2 separate regions of the Mus musculus genome follow, and region 1 is linked to region 2. The links are chromatin contacts, called in public promoter capture Hi-C maps. All regions are on one chromosome and are shown on one strand. Each heading gives the region's core, a stretch centred on a gene start, on an enhancer-like site or on the middle of the called end of the contact. The rest is flanking DNA. Distances are from core to core; before and after follow the strand shown.

Region 1 (2,700 bases), core at 69-2,568, 900 kb before region 2:
GTGTTATTGCCATAACAACAGCAAAGAGTCAGTAGAGTGCACCCCACTACCATAGAACAGTCCCCCCCAAATCCACCTGGCACAGTCCCAGCCCCCAGGACCTTTTGAAATAATGTTGTGGCAGATGTAAGCAGCAGAGGTTAAAATTGTTGGGATGAGCTGAGCATGGTGGAGCACAACTTGAATCCCAGCACTTGGGAGGCAGAGGCAGGTGGATCTCTGAGTTCAAGGCCAGCCTGGTTTACAGAGTTCCAGGACAGCCAGAGCTACAGAGAAACCCTGTCTCAAAAGAAAGAGAGAGAGAGAGAGAGAGAGAGAGAGAGAGAGAGAGAGAGAGAGAGAGAGAAAGAGGGAAAGAGGGAAAGAGGGAGAGAGAAAAAGAGAAAGGGAAGAAGGGAGGAAGGAAAGAAAGAAAAAAGAAAATCAGACAGCAAAGAAGGAAGGAAGGAAGGAAGGAAGGAAGGAAGGAAGGAAGGAAGGAAAGAGAATTGATTGTTGGGATGGCCCTACCCCGGTGTGGCAATGTCATAAAAGGAATACTTGGATACAGAAACATGGGAGAATGTTCCCAGAAGTGGAGGCCCCGGAGGGAGATATCTAGCAGCCCAGAATTACCTAAAATTGACAGAACATCTCAGAGGCTGGGAGAGAACCTGGGCTCCCTGGAACAGACAGCAGGGACAGCAGGCCACAAGAGGGCTGATGACCAACACCTTAGGATCAGACTTCTGGTCTCTTGAACCACAGAAGATGCCCTTTGGGGAGATTTTCTTTTGTTTTGTGGGACTGGCTACATAGCCCAGGTTTGCTGAAAACTCAGGCAATCCTTCTGCCTCAGCCCCCTAAGCGCTGTCTACAGGTGTGAGGGACTGCACCCTGCTTTATTTTCTGTTTGTAAAACCCGTTTGTATCACTGTGTCACGGCACTGGCAGTAAGCTAGCCACCCCTCCTTTAGTGTGCTTCTTTCCCTCTGAGTAGATGGGAAACTCAGTCCCTGGAAGACAGATGGGTGGGATGAAGATCCCGGGGCACAGACTGGTGTCCTCGGGCAAATGGCTGCATCTTTCTGTCCTTATTTGCTAATCAGTACCAAAAGATGACTGCCAGGCTTCTTTCTGCTTCTCAGAGGGCTGGAAACCAAGGGCAGATCCTTTCGCAACACGGCAGGGGCGGGGCTAGATAGGTGAGGCGGGGCTTGGTGGGTGGAGCCTGGGTGGACTCGGGGTGGGGCCAGTCGTCCGCTCGACTAGCTCGACGCTTCCTGGACCCGCTCGGTGTTCAGCCATCTGCCCTGCGTCGCCGTCGCTCTCCGCTCTGGATTTCGCCGTGATGTCGACCGCAATGAACTTCGGGACCAAAAGCTTCCAGCCGCGGCCCCCAGACAAAGGCAGCTTCCCGCTGGACCACTTCGGTGAGGCGAGGCGAGGCACAGGCTGATGGCGGCCTGGGATCGGGTGGCAGAGTTAGGAATACTGAATCTGGGTGGCAGCGTCTCGGGTGCTGAGTCTGAGTGGTAGGGAGTGCTGTTTCTCGGTGACAGGATCAGGGGTATTGGAAGTAGGTGGCAGGATCTGGGATACTGGTTCTAGATGGCAGGGTCAGGGGTACTGGGGTACTGGGTTTGGGTGACAGAGTTATGGGTGCAGGATATCTGGGTGGCAGGGTCAGGGGTACTGGATCTGGGTTCAGGGTCTGGGCTGCTGGGTCTGGGTGGCAGAGACTGGAGTGTTGTCTCTTTGCTATAGATGGCAGGTTTGGGGGCACTGGGTTTGGATGGCAGGGCCTGGGGTTGTAGATCTGGGTGGCAGAGCCTAAGGTACTAGATTTGAGTGGCCGGGTCAGAGTTGCTGGATTTAGGTGTAATGTCTGAAGAGTTAGATGTTGGATGTGACAGGGCCTAGGGTGCTGGATCGAAGGTCTGAGAGCCAAAGTGAAGGAGCTGAATATGAGGGACAGTGTGTGGGGTTATAGACCTGGGTGGCATTGTCATGTGTGTTGATGACAGGATGCTAGAAATGGTGGGTGGGGTCTGAGGTACTGGACCCTGGATGCAGAGCAGTTAATATTACAGGTCCTTCCCGGGTAGTGGGGCTGGGCGTGCTCAGAGCACTGTGGGGGTGCAGTCAGAGAAACTGAGTCTTGAGGGCCCCTATTTCAGAGGGCCACATGTCATGGCTCTCCAAGTAAGACTTGGGGCTAATGTGATAGGATGGTGACAGGCCTCCTGGAACGGAGCTTGATGTTAGGCCCCCTGGCGGCAGCTCAGCTCAGCGCAGGACATACCCACCCTCCCCTAGCTCCAGGCTCTGGGTCTGCCGTGAACATTAGGCAAGGAAATATTTTCAAAAAGCTTTTTGATATCTAACACTGGGGCTGAAAGCCCGGGTTTGGCACATGCTAGGCGAGTGTTCACCTCTGAGCCACGCCTCCAGCCTGGAGGATTTCTAGTCACCGTTCTGAAGTCTGCAGTTAACAGGCCTTTTGGGAAACTGGAACATGGGAAAGAAAAAAAACAAACAAACTGGGAGAGAGTTGGAGATTCAGATTACAGAGGCCGAGCTGGTGCCTGGCACGCACAGGAACCTGAGTCCAGTCCTCAGCACTACAATAATTAAAAAAAGAAAAGACTGCCCTGCCTACCACCAGCACATAGGACATCCCCCCCCCCCCCACCTACCACCAGCACACAGACCTCCCCA
Region 2 (2,700 bases), core at 122-2,621:
CAGCTCAGGGAGGAGAATGGTTAAGTTCAAAGCCAACTCGTGCTGCAGTTAAAACTATGTCTAAAATAAATAAATAAATAAGCAAACAAACTGTAAAAAAATTAGGAAGCTAAAAAACACATAAATAAAAATCTGTAAATGAAGTGAAATTGTGAAGAACAGGAAGAGGCTCACAAGGCCCCATTTCTCCTTGAGGATGTATAGGCAGTTAATGGTTGCATAGGGAGAGGCTCAGGAGAGCCTCTTTATTCCGTAGTATAGTAGTATAGACAATGGTGGGGCCCATGCTCCTGTAACTAACCTTCTTCCTATGTAGAAGTCGGGGGGGTCATTTAAAAAAAAAAAAAAAACTAATACTAAGGGGAAGTACTGGAAAAGAGGAAGAGAATCTGAGGGAGTAGGAAAAGGACCGGGAGGATAACAGAGGTTAGGTAGAAGAAAATACAACATTACACATAGATATAAGATGTAATGAAATGAAAGTCACTACGGTGTACCATTAATATATAAATGCTAAAATCGTGAAAGGAAAAAAAAAAGGACAAGTAACTAACTGGCTTAGGGCAGAGCACTACCTTGCATAAATGAATTCCTAGACTCCATCCCTAGAAATAGAGAGCCAGAGGCAGAAGACAGAGGGAGAGTGAAGGAAACAGCAGAGAGGAGAAGAAGTACCTACTCCGGGTCACTCAGGGACTCCCGGGACTTGAAGGACCGGGCTCATGAACAAAACGTGATGGGCTGAGATGGGTTGAGAGGTGAGGAAGTGGGCGGGGAAGGTCATGCTCACGGGCTTCCATAGAGGTTCTGAGATAGAAACATCACAAGATTGTGACTTGAGAAGCCAGGGACAAACGTGGAGATGCAAGATGAAGAGACGGGGCGGGGCGCCGGCTGCAGAAAAATCCTGGGGAGGCCGATGGCCTTGAGGGCCCAGAGACCAAGAAGGCAGCAATCCCCCATGCTGGTCAAAGTCCTACCAGATCTGGAGGCGGCCGACAAACTCCCGGCCGCGCTTGGGCAGTCATAAGTCCCGCAGTCCCGGTGTCCCCACCTAGGAGGCATCCATAGCAGCCCTGGTCATGGGAATCACGCGGACGCGACAAGACCCCCGAGCTGCAGCAGCCAGCTCAGCCTGGCCACAGCGCAGGCAGCAGGGGCACAAGCGACCCCGATGCGGGACGCGGGGCTAGGGGCCTTGTCGTGGGTAAACGCACCATTTCGGGACTCAGGTGAGCGCCCCGCCTCGCGCTGGGTGTCCAGGTACCAGCGAGTCACACGGCGACAGACACTAGGTGCAATCCAGAACACAGAGCTGGGAGAAGAAAGCGGCCACAGATGCCAAGATGGCGGGGTCAGCAACAACGTACGCAAGGCCCGCCTCCTCCCTTCCGACCGTGTGTCTGATTGGGTAGCCTTCAGTCTATTGTGTCTGATAGGGTAGCGCTTCAGGTCCACCCTGAGTGACAGTTCACGCTTCAACCCAGGGGTGGATGAAGCCAGAATTGACAAGGCCTTGCTTTCATGGGTAAATTAAGGCAGGGCTTCCTGTGACAGAACCTCCTTCCTTTTTGTTTTCACTTAACCTTGTAAATAAAGTATCTGAAAATGTGTGAATTGTATATAAATCTATATACATTGTTCGTGCCCTATGTATTCCAAGAACAAATTTAAGTATTCACTTAAAACAATCAAAACAAACATTTGGATTTGATTTTAAAAACTACCATTTAGGAAACCAATGCTGCTATGGATGCTTTTCATTGTTTACCTTAAGAAATATTTGAAAACATGTATAATGCATCCCACATACATGCAAAATATTTCCATTCCTTGGTCTTTAATCCCAGCACAAACAGAGGCCTACTGGTTTCTTTCTTTCTTTCTTTCTTTCTTTCTTTCTTTCTTTCTTTCTTTCTTTCTTTCTTTTTTTTTTTTTTCTATTTCCAACATAAACAATAATCAAATCTCTGTTATTAGGTCACCTTCCCAAGAAAGCTAGGGACATTCATACAGATGTGTATGCAAGGAATACATTTTCTCTTGTAACAATGTAGCCGAACAAGGGATCATGTCTTGAATTTGTTCTTTGATTTTAGCTAGGCAAAGCCTCACAGCATACATGGATATCATGCATAGTTCAGGCATCACAAACCATAGAACTTGTGATTGTAACTTCTGACATCATAGCAAAGGTTTCCAGTGGAATAAAGAACCAGTGAAATCAGAGTCCAGGATCTAGAACCCAGGCATTAATACGGTTAAAATGCTTTCCAGAGTAATTCAGTATGACTCCAGTCCCCCAAGACAATAGCTGTCAAGGATTACTTCGTAGTGGTTTCTTAAATTCCTTACTAATTATTTTTGAACAAACTTCTATTCTCCCCAGATTGAACAAAAGCAACAGAACAAAAAAAAAAAATCAGATTCATTCAAGCATAGCTTGGTATATTATCTCAGTCAGTGTTCTTTTGCTGTGAAGAGACACCATAACCAAGGCAATGGCTTTTAAAAAAGAAAGCATTTAACGGGGGCTTGCTTACAGTTTCGGCCATTTAGTCTATGACTCTCAAGGTAAGGAGCATGGTGGCACACAGACAGAAATGTGCTGGAGAAGTAGCTGAGAGTTCTACATCCAGATCTGCAGACAGCAGGGAGAGAGACACTGGGTCTGTCTTGGGCTCTGAAATCTCAAAGCTC

The links. Promoter capture Hi-C pulls out the DNA fragments that hold promoters and counts their contacts.
Region 1: a promoter capture Hi-C map of embryonic stem cells shows a contact between it and region 2, with 3 times the contacts expected there. The contact joins the promoter of Cox19 here to the promoter of Zfp157 in region 2. A contact is called at or near these places in 1 of 39 promoter capture datasets (embryonic stem cells) and 1 of 115 datasets of contacts at active chromatin or transcription factors (bone marrow-derived macrophages).

The regions. Positions count from the first base shown.
Region 1 is chr5:139,343,784-139,346,483 of GRCm38.p6, reverse strand. Cox19 (cytochrome c oxidase assembly protein 19) reads left to right here and starts at 1,318. Exons shown (of 3, transcript NM_197980.1): 1 at 1,318-1,412. The coding sequence starts at 1,331.
Region 2 is chr5:138,440,147-138,442,846 of GRCm38.p6, reverse strand. Zfp157 (zinc finger protein 157) reads right to left here and starts at 1,371. Exons shown (of 5, transcript NM_028130.3): 1 at 1,218-1,371. The coding sequence starts at 1,220.